2 separate regions of the Gossypium hirsutum genome follow, and region 1 is linked to region 2. Evidence: chromatin contacts called from public Hi-C data. All regions are on one chromosome and are shown on one strand. The core of a region is the stretch at or near the end of the contact, and the rest is flanking DNA. Distances in the headings are between cores, read along the strand shown.

Region 1 (6,041 bases), core at 3,044-5,543, 44 kb after region 2:
TCTGCTCCTCGTAACTTTCTGGAACCATGGGACCAGGTCCACCCACACTCTGAAAGCTGCCTCTAATTTCATCTTGTTGAGGTATTGCAGAGATCCCACCGCTATCTTCTGTCACATCAGAGCTTGCATAGCTAGTCCCTGCTTCGGCCACCTCTAACTCATGATTTATGCCCCATTTCCCTTCATCACTTCCTGGTGTCATCCCACCATCACCAACTGGACTCTCTGCAGGAGGATAGTTCTCACCAACTTGGTGCAACCTATTATTATAAAATCTCCTGCTGCTGCTGCTGCTGGGAAGCATATCAAATGCTTGCATACTCCCATCATGGTTAAGGGAAGATTCTCCACCCATCTGCTGACGCTCAGCAAGGGCAGCTATTGCACAAGCAAGTCCACCAGAAGGAGATGATGATGAGCCCGTGACCGTGGTCGTGGATGGTAATACATATCCATCTCCTGAAACATAATGCACTGAAGAAGCAGCACCTACATTGTTAAGATTTCTCTGTCTGCTGTTTTCCTGTATCAGTTCAATTCAAAGAATCAACAGTCAGAGATAAGAAATCAATCAAAAGTCTGTGCATAACGTAGTCACGTAGAAATGAAGATCCTACACAAATAACAAGATGACATTACAAACATTTTAAAATTACAAGTTGCAAGTTTTCCTCGTTTATTTTTTTTTCCCTATTAAATAAATTCACATGAAGTTCTTGCCATCCAAAATACACTAGTTCAATATACAGTTGGGTGCTATATGAACAACAAAGTTTTCTGTCCAGCATCTTAAACTGGAACCAGTTTCTAACCAAATAACTATAGGCAAAAACACTTTGATTAAACTGACAGGAGCTAAATACTTAAATTCTGCAATTAGTTTCATACATAAATCTCATCAAATTTTGAAAAATATACCTGAATCGACTGCCAAACTGCTTCCATGACCATTATCTCCTCAAGATCTATGTCAAAGTCGTCATCCCTGCAATTTAAGCATTTGATGAAAGAAAATTCATTCCTTCTGGAACACAAGATAAACAAAGTATAGCCAGCCATGCTTAGGCCAGAGAGAGAATAGTACTTGACTACTAGTGAAGTGGAAAACAAAATACTGCATCATCTTTTTCATTCAAAAGCAAATAAGATATAAATTCACCAGAACATAATGCAACCAATAAGGTATTTTACATTACTTTTTTTAATTTTGGCATAACCCTTTCATAGAAAACAGGATGGTAATTAAACCAACTTCAAATGGTTGGCATCATCCTTACACCAACAGAAACTTTAGGAGCATCTTCTGAACATACTTTCTGGCTTTTCCTTTCTCATTCAAAAACAAAGGAAGCAGACGTTCACTGACATGTACCCTAATTTTTGTAGATAACAGAACTTCCAGTGAGGGAGGATTTACATCATTCTTTGTACAACTCAAGAACATACAGTGCATCCACTGACCACTTAGCCATCTAAGATAGATTATCAGCTTTTCCTCTCCCCACAAAAAGTGCAACAGAAAAAATAAACAAATTAGTCATTTCCCTGTATGTAGAGCTAGATATATGGAACATCTTGTGCCACTGAACTCTAATTAAAATGAGTTACTAGTCACAGTAAATTAAGGTCTGTTTTTATAGTTTTCATCCATATCCTCTTTGAACTTTGTCCATTCACAAGATCATCTCCATTAAATCAGATGTTTCCCTGAAGGAATTTGTAGGTCACCTCTTTAAATGTTGTAGTCACATTTCATCCCCCTCAATCTAATCTCTTACGCGTGTCCCCCATTCCTTTAGATACTCATCCATTATCTCGTTTTCCATGTACATAACAAATATAATGAAATGAATCTGATCTCAAAAACACTAGTGAATGGTGAAATAAATCTCACCTCACAAAAGTTGAAAGTAAACACATGGACCTGTCTTACAACATGAGTTCTGTGATTGCAATACAAACTAGCAACCGTGATCCATGCACTTTTCCCCCTCTTAACATATGAAGAGTAAATCCTATGCAAGGACACAAAGTTACCTAAAAGTTTGCCTACCTGTTAACCCTAGGATGCGAGCGTTGTCCAATCATCAAGGCAGCCTGTGAATCTTGAGAAGAAAATATTTCCTCCTCCCTGGGGGATCTATCTGCAAATAACGAGAGAAAAGGAAGGAATAAAATTTCAAGACAGAACAATGTCAAAGGAAGTGAAGAACGAATATGCAAGAAAAACCAGAATAACAATAAATTGACACCTGCAATTGAGTTGTACTGAACTTCTCCTGGTGCAACCGCAGTGCTTGAAGAACTCAAGTCTTGTCTTTTCAGCATTCTCTCTTCGTCATCCTGAAGTTCCTGCTGCCTCATTCTAATTTGTGCTTCTATGACACGCTGTTCTTCCTGCAAAATTTAAATAGCAAAACCCAATATTAAACTCATTTTGTATCCAGCGATTATCATAGGAATTACACCATCTCTTTTTTGCTTTGGAAAGAGGTGTGAGCTTACAATTTGCTCTATCCCTTTTTCCTCTTTTGTTTTCACACCTCGATACTCGACAGCATAATTTGAGGTTTTGCAGAAAGGACACCTCAAAACGTCAAGGAATGTAAACATTGGAGTACAAGTATACACACAGCTAATCAATTTGAAAATTTCTACAGTCAATTTCATTGATGTGAAGGATACTGGGTAGGACGGGTTGAATTAGGATTCTTCATCTGCAGAAAACACTCTGGTGCAAATAAGATGTGTCAACATTGCATGTAACTAGCAATATCAGTAGCATTTAGAAAATCCAAAGATAGCTTACCTGTACAGATACTTTTCATACAACATCTTGATCTGTTGAGACTTGGATAATACTAAAATACAAAAGGAAAAAAGAAAATCATATTCATATTCAACTGCAACTAATTTTAAAAGCTAACCACAGATAATACTAAAATACAAAAGGAAAAAGGAAAACCATACTCATATTCAACTGCAACTAATTTTAAAAGCTAACCACACATGAATTAACATTCAATAAAAACCAGTAAACAAGGGCTCATTCTAAGCAGTGACTGATAAAGCAAAAGGATAAAAAGAGCATGATATTTACAATTGGATAGCAATTAGCAAGCATAAGAAGAAAGCCAATGAGATAAATACAAACCAAAAAGCAAATTGGGCATTCTTCAAGATCAGAACAGCATTCTTCATCGCCAGGATAGCAAGGAGCAAGCTTCGATTCAAGTATCAGCTTTCTTAGTTTCTTAATATCCACATCTTTATGAACATACAACCCTTGTGGGCGTGTATACTTCTCATCGACGACTTGCCTCCGCCTTCCCAACTTATTACCCATCAAAAAGAATATCCCAAAACTGTATCCCCTAACTGTTCTCTTTCCTTCTTCTTCTTCCTCTAATTCGACCCAATATTTGATTATTTTTCAAATTCTTCAAGACAAAAACCAATCAAAATAGCTGCAAATTTGGTTTTTGGTAAATTGGTTTACTAAAAATTACCAATTATGAACAAATAATCACGTAGAATCTACAACCATAATTCGTAGTTTTACAACATAATCAAACACACACACTACATTAAAACTGAATTCTAATCCAAACAAACAATAGTTCATTATCTAAAATCATGCCCCATGAATCCTGCAAGTGCAATAAAAAAAAAAACCTTGAAATTAAACATATATATTAATAGTTAAACATGCTTCAAAATGTAATATAGAAACCAAAATTTGATTAAAAAGAAAACGCTAAGTTCTGAATTACAAAAGGAAATTTAACTTACCAAGTCCAACTTTCACAGCTGAATTGGCCAGTGTAATCCTTCCCGAAACATGGCCATACCTATAATTAAACCAAAGAAAGAAAAACATTAAGACTAAAAAGAACAAAGTAAAATCATTGCAAAAACAGATTCACTTACAAGGAAAAATACAAATTCGAACCAAAAGACAAAGCTTTTGAACAGAAGAAAATCGAAGCAAACGAAAAGAAAAAACAGAACTTTACTAAATTATGGGCAAATTGAGAGAAGAAAGAAACTGACCTTGAAACCTGAAAGGGAATTGGCGGAAGCGAGTTTAGGGGCTTAAAAGAAAGAAAAGGAAAGAAAGGGAAAGACTTTGGCAAGGAGAATGGAAACACAATCTCAACTTTCTCTCAGAAAAAGAAAGAAAGAAAGAAATTTTATTTTTATTTCTTGTTGTAAATTGTTTATATTATTTCATAAATAAAAATTCGCATACACGTATTTGTTCTTTTTTCTTATTCATTTTTTGGTTTCTTTCGGCGTTTGGATGGAGACTCGTAGATATAAAGACAAACAAAATACGAGAAAATGTTATTATTTTTATTTTACAAAAAAGAAAAAAAATACTGTAGTGATGTTTTCTATAACTGCAATATTATTTATTGCTCTAATTGTTAATTGTTAATTTTAAATTTTCTACTTAAAATTTTAGTATATTACTCTCTATTTTTATTTATTTTATTTTAGTATGAATTTGAATTCTTTAACGTCTTAGCAATTTAATGATATTTGGTTTTCTTATTTTTCAATTTTTACAAATTAAAGTCATTAAGTTTTTTACTTTTTTATTTATTAATATTTAAGTTGTTGAATTATTTTTTAAAATGAAAATATTATACAAATCCAAGTGAATGATCATTTTTCTTTTCATTTGAATTAATTTATCATGGAAAACTTTTAAACTACTTTTCTGAAAGAATGCATACAAATTACATTTTTTTTTAAAAAAATGAAAGGAACGAAGGGATAATTGAAATTAATTAATCTATTCTTTTTATTAATTCACTAAATCATCCAAGTTTTTGTTAATTATATGAAAATGAATAAGTATATTGAATATTCTATCGGATTTTTATGTGATGAATGTAATTTTTTTATTTAATTATAATGTGTGACATGGGATCTATTTGATTTTTGTAAATACGACATATTTTATGGTTAATTATTTATTTATTTATTTGAAAAATTAATTCATTAATTCATTAATGAGTGAAATCATACAATTCAGAGAAAAAATAGTAAATATTTGTCATCTATTGAAGGATAATATTTAAATTATTATGATACATTGACAATTGACCTTGTTACAACTCATATACAACATATTTAGAGTGATTGCAAGCACTTAATACAATAAGGAAATCAGGTCCAGATGGTCCAAAGCGCGGAGTAAAAATTAATAAAAAAAATTGAGCATTCATCAAAACAACAACAAAATCATCCTTAAATTTATTTGTAAAATTACTACTACATACATAAGAAATATTAAAAAACTTGTTATAAGGGGATTATTTATTTAAAAAAAACTACTTATTAGTGATTAATTTGGAAGAAAAATGTATTTAAATTTGAAAAAAAAAAAGAAAAGAAAAGAAAGGGATGATTAAGTTTGAGAATTAAAGAAGGAAAGGGTGGAGTAGTAAAGGAGGAAAGGATCAAATCAACACCACTCCAATTTAGTTTACTGTTTACTTCTCTCCCCCTCTTACCCGCGCGTCTTTTTCAATCGCCTTCTCCCTTCTTTATCTTTTGTATTATATGTTTTCATTTTTTAATTATTTTATATTTTTCCTTTTGGAGTATATCTAATTTTTTATCTTAAGAATTAGCTATTTTTTTTATTATAAAAAAGGATTAGCTACTAATTTTAAAGAGTGTTTTTAAGTCATTAATTATAAAATAAAATTTGATATTTTTTTGAGAGTTATTGTTTAGTACATTTCTAATAAAAAAAATTCACAAACATTTGTTAAGTTATATTTAAAAATATAATTAATAAATAAAAAAATCAAAATAATATTTTTAATTTTATTAAATTTATCTCTAAATATTTAATTTAACTTATTTTTTAAATATTTTAAATGATATAGATCTTATTTTCCAAGTAATTTATTTATTAGTTAAAAATGGATGATAATTTATTAATAAAAGGATGTAAAATTAATTGTACGCTGGATGGACAAAAGTGGGGTAACTAATCTTTCCCAAAAGCAAGAAGGTATGGC
Region 2 (5,650 bases), core at 591-3,090:
CAGTTAGGATTTTTTGTTAGCACTGAAATCCTAACTGATCTAGTAGCTTAATAACTCTTGAAAATAGTTATATTTCATGCTTTTAGACCTAGGTAATTGATTGTACTTAAGTACAATTTGTTGCATTTTAGGACATTTTAGTTAGCATTTTTAATATTGCATTAGGACTTGGATTGTGTTGGAATTAGGTGTTTTAATCGCTTGTGATGGAGTTTTTTGTGTTAGTGTGGCAGGAACAGGTTTTGGGATGAAGAAACAAATGAGTGAAGTTTTGTCAGGGCAAAGTGCTACAGTTTGCCAGCACAGATGTCATGGCAATGCCGGGAAGACCAAGTCAACATTTTTCGCGCAGCTGACCTTAGCCTAATCTATCTATAAAAACCAATAAAGGGGACCTCACAAACGACATCGAAGAAAGAGTGAGAGAAATCCTTGGCACAAATAAGGGTTCGACTGCGCAAAGCACAATAAGTCGAAGGCAGTCCTTTTTAGCCATCATAGGATGTTGTGCTGCCAAAGTGTAGACTGGGCAAGTGAAAGTTGCTTCCTGAAGTTCTTCCGTTATTTTATTCACAAGATTGAATTGAAGTAGTAGAACGCAATGGCAGATAATATTTTGGTTTGAAATTTTATTTTTCAGCCCATGAGCTAAATCTCATAGGGTTGGGCTTAACTGTTTTTATGGATGCAGTATTTATCTAATTTACTTTAATATTTCATTTGATTGTTCCTATTTCTTAGTTAGAATGCAACGATCTCTAGACATAGAAAGTTGTTTGCATACTAAAAACTGATTCTAATTCCGAACTGATTGGATTGGTTGGATTAAAATTAAATAAAATGAGCAAGTATTTGATCGACACTTGTAGTCGACTCTAGACATAGAGTCACGATCATACAGAAGGAACCCATGCAAGATATCTAAAAAGCCTTTAGACACGGGCAATGTAACTTTTCACAAGAGGCAGACCATTTTAGAACTCTTTTGTGCAGTAAAGTAGATTCAATTTTGCCAAGGCATTATTGATAGTAAGGGTCGATTCTGGGTAATCCTGACCTTCCAAATTAACATCACTCTATCCTTGTTCTTTTTCGTAGTGTCTTTGTCACAACATATTTAGTTGTCTATTTCTTTATTTACAGTCTATTTGGATAATCACTCTTGTTATTACCATTACATTTCTGCTTTCACTTTTGCCATAGCATTTCTAGTTATTCATTAATACCACATATTGCTTACATCATTACTCCACTAATTGTCAGTTCATATTTATCATTGACTTTTGCCATAGCATTAATCGCATTTTATTATAATAACTTGACTACTTTTGTGCCTCAATTCGATCCTCGTGGGAACGATACTCACTCATTACTTTATTACTTGAACCGATGTGTATACTTGCACAAATTGCATATCATTTCACACGCAACATAGCTCGTCTTGTATAAATAATAGGGCTCGGTCCTTACAGATTGTTAGAGTTCTTTCTCCATAAAAGTAAGTAGACATTTTTGCTTTCTCTTGCTATTCTTGCTGTTGTTCGATTCTTACAGTTAATAAAGATAAGGTTGATGGTTTTGCTGTGGTAGCTAGGAATGGAAATGTTGAAATGTCTAGGGTAGGCTCGGCTTTGGAAATTGCCGCAAAAGCCATGAAAAAAGTTCAACTTACTATGAGTAAGAATTTTCGTTGAATAATGATTCCAGGAATTTAAGAATTTTTAGTTATATGCAAGATATTAAGATGATGAGTAAAAAATTGATTCTCTTATTTGTTAACAAAGTGTCTAGGAAGCTAATATGGCAACAGATTGGCTGGTTAAGCAGTTGAAGAAAGGGACGAGTCTTGGTGATTGGGTCAATCTGCCCCATCCTCTCTTGTGCAAATCTCAACCTTATCATCAAGCCAAGGCTTAATTAGATAAAATTTGCAAATATTATCTAGAAAAAAAAGTTAATAAAAATATTCTCAAAATTTTACAGAATTCGATTCATTGCAACAATTTAATTACTATTATTGTAAAAAAAATATACTATAAAAACCGTCAAACCTTTAGCTTTTTTAGTAATATAAAAAAGGTCATATATTGGTTGAGGATTGAGGCATCAAAACAGAAGGAGGAATCATATTCCGTCTAGCCGACTTTTGGATTAATTTAATTCTTTAACTTAAACAGTGAATAAATTATTCAACTCTTCAATAATCCATCAATTATCTAATTGAATTAGGTTTAGATTGCAATTTTTTTTTAAAATAATTACTTTTTTGTAATAAAGAAATAGTAATATATGTCTATTTTGAAAGATAACAGGGAATAGAATAATTTTTCTGATATTTAAGAAAATAGATCTCTCTCTAAAATCGATCTAGATTTTTAATTTTTTTTTTAAATCACGTTTTTTTTTTAATTTTACCTTGTTATTAAGACATGATTCTACTGACCATTTTCAAAGATAAATATATATTAAATGGAATTGAGAAATAAAGTAAGTAAATAAATAAAAGAAAAAAAGAATTGAACGGACATAAATTATTCAAAGAATGCGATGAATCTGGGTTTTTCCTTTTTTTCACAATTATTAGTTAAGTGAATGAAAGTAAAGAATTTAGAGGAAAATGATGTGAAGAAACAATAATGGGAGGGACAGCGAAAGCTACGAATGAGAGAAGGCCACGTAATCTGATAAGGAAAGAGGCGTTCCCACGCATCCACGCGTTCAAATCCAACTGTTCAAGTGGAGGCTGCTCTTCTACCACGTGTGATTTCCTTCCAATTTTCGAGCTCACATTTTTAATTAATAAAAATGCCGACTCACAGTATTTTTCCAAAAAAAAAAAAAAGGAATCTTTGATGTTTTTTTATAGAATTGAAGTTAAGAAGTGGGTCTTTCCTTATCTTCCACCTAGGATGTTCATTTTAATAAATAATTCACACACAAGAAAAGAAAAATCTATTGAGTGTGACTCAATGGTCTAACTATGATCATTGATTACCTTTCTTTCTTTACCTTTTTCTTCCCGTCATTTTATTGTTGTTTTTTTATGACAACAAAGGTTACAAGTATTTTTGACCCACATATAAAATCTTCTACGTTTCTACTTCCACTTGACATTCAATCTTTTTAAATTTCAAATTTATACAATATGTTTCTTATAAATCAATTACCACATGCTGTGGCATATTATTTTTTTGTTAACATCGATTAGTGTGGGTGGAATCATTAAAGATTATGTTTATGTTTATCCTTTCCTTATTCATCCTTGTTTTATTATATTTAATACATTGTTTTTTTAAGTTTCTGTTGTTGTTTATTTTTTAATAATAATTAATTCAATTGAGTTCCAATTCCATTTTAAGATATCATTTCGTCTACCTTCTAATTTAACAAAATATGTATATGTCATGCAATTTTTAGTTTCACTCATGAAAATCAAGCATATTTTATAAATACGACCAATTATTTATCTCTTCAAAGGGTATCCAAAACAAAAGATTAGTTATTAAAATAATCACTATTATTAATAGTAGATATCTTAATTTTAACCAAACAAAAGTTAACATGTATTTGTCCAATAACTAGATTACTATCCAATTTATTAGATAGAGATAATAAGATTCAAATTCTTTTTTGAATTATTTTTTTTATATTTGTCTATACAATACGTTTATTTCTATTTATGATCTCTCAAACTTTTAAATCGAAGGGAAGAAAAAAAAACACATTTAAGTCATCCTCATTATTGTAATAATAATGTGTTCACTAAATTAAGATTGAATCTTTTAATATTTTTATACTTAAAAAGAAAGGTAAATATGTGTTTTTAATTTTTATTCTACAAAATAATATTTTCAATTGTCTTTGTTATGGGGGTGGGTTGGTGCAGGACAGTGAGGGCAAGTGGATCAAGGGGTTCTGGCGTACCACGGGTTGCCCGTCTGTTGTTCAAACTGAATTGTGGGGTGCGTATGAAGGTTAACCTTTGGCTTTGGATTATGGATTTCATAAGGTTATTTTCCCTTTGTTACAACATACTAAGGTGGTGTGAGTGTTGTGGCATGCAGCTCAAGTGTAAAAATTGGGAGGTAGTGATTAAGCACGTGTTTGAAGAAGGAAATCAATATACAAATTAGTTAACAAAAGTAGCGATAGATATGTCTTTTGAGCTCCGAAGTTCCACAAAACTTGAATCAGATATATAGATTGTGGTCTCAGTAACACAACTGTGCTCAATTAGCATTTAGGCCTATGCGTACTTTTTTTTTAACCAAAAAAAAACTCAATCAGATCTGGATTGGAACAACATTTTTTTCGCCTTTAAAAATGAAAAATAAAAAAGCAAAAAGTAAATAATTCCAATAAAGCCAGCATCAAAGCTATCATAAAATGTCATCTCTATTTATTATTAAATGATTTAAACATGTAATTAACATAAAAAATTAAATTGATAGTAAACAGAAGTAAGATTCTAGCTTATCAGGTTTTGTGGATATGTATGAATGGAAGGGGTTCACAAGTACAAAGTCGGCTTTAAAAATAATGAGAGCATGTGTTATCAACAGTTTGGTGTATAATTGTTGTAAGTACATGTTGCTGGGCAATGGGCATCTCAACTTCTCTTTTCCCTTCCACCATAAAACCCATTACTATTGTTGGGAAGAAACCGAACAACCGAAACAAAGCGAAAGCACAACCGGTGTTCTTTCTCTCCTTATAACTCCTGTAAAAATTATGGCAAGCACAATAGCACAAGATATGTTCTCTAGCAACCTTAATCAACCACAAATCAACTAATGCAACCACAACAAAAATAAATAGAGACACCGATATTTTTACGTGGAAAACCCCTTTAAATCAAGGGTAAAAAACCACGGGACTTTAGAGTCCGATAAAGAGCTCCACTATCATCAAATGTTCAACTACAAGATCACAATATCAAGCCTACAACAAGCATTCAACTCCGACAAGGCTAACAACATGTAATCTTTAGCAAAAGAGAGAAAAATGAGAGAACATCACCAAAAACGTAGCTGCTGAAAATGGGTATTTCCGACGCTACAAGACTCGGATGAAAAATCCGACCGTACAAAGTCAAGAACACCTTATCGCCTAGCTGCTGTCCAAAAATCAGCTCAATCGAACCACGGATGGACCTTCGATCGAAGAGTTGATCACTGCTGCACCAAGCTTGAAAATCTGATTTTTTTCTATTCTCTTTCTCTCTATTTTTTTTTCTTTAGCTCTCTGCAGAAAAATTTCTGCCCACTCCCGTTAATAAGCCAAAAAATTGGCTTTGACAAAACCAAAAGAAAAGGAAGGCAAAACATTTGTGCCAGAAAATATGGGTTTCCCACATAGTGGGACCCATACCCAACAAATCTCCCCTCCAACTATGTGGGGAATGCCTCCATGCCGGAGGTCAAACAACATGCTTCAAACTTTTCTCTTGGTAAGGCCTTCGTCAACATATCAGCACCATTATCATTAGTGTGTATCTTCTCAAGCTCTAACAGCTTAGCTTCAAGAACATCTCGTATCCAATGGTACCTCACATCAATATGCTTAGATCTAGCATGAAAAGTTGAGTTCTTACCAAGATGAATAGCACTCTGGCTATCACAGTACAGGACATACTTCTCCTGAGTAAAAC

The links. Hi-C and Micro-C count contacts between places; a contact is called where the count stands out from the background.
Region 1: a contact with region 2 is called in a Hi-C map of leaf, with 1.6 times the contacts expected there. The contact joins the promoter of LOC107912928 here to the enhancer-like site in region 2. A contact is called at or near these places in 6 of 34 Hi-C or Micro-C datasets (anther, callus and leaf).

What each region holds. Positions count from the first base shown.
Region 1 is chrA13:98,637,252-98,643,292 of Gossypium_hirsutum_v2.1, forward strand. LOC107912928 (E3 ubiquitin-protein ligase DA2L) reads right to left here and starts at 4,294. Exons shown (of 10, transcript XM_016841318.2): 1 at 4,054-4,294; 2 at 3,793-3,851; 3 at 3,155-3,650; 4 at 2,810-2,861; 5 at 2,686-2,731; 6 at 2,506-2,587; 7 at 2,253-2,397; 8 at 2,054-2,144; 9 at 919-985; 10 at 1-523. The coding sequence starts at 3,346.
Region 2 is chrA13:98,595,286-98,600,935 of Gossypium_hirsutum_v2.1, forward strand. No RefSeq gene overlaps it. Among protein-coding and RNA genes, the nearest start is that of LOC107912927, 33 kb to the right of the region's middle. Within about 2 kb of position 1,841, at least 5 of the 9 cell types and tissues checked have an H3K27ac peak or open chromatin away from gene starts, as enhancers often do. A contact at or near this core is called in leaf, where this site is marked.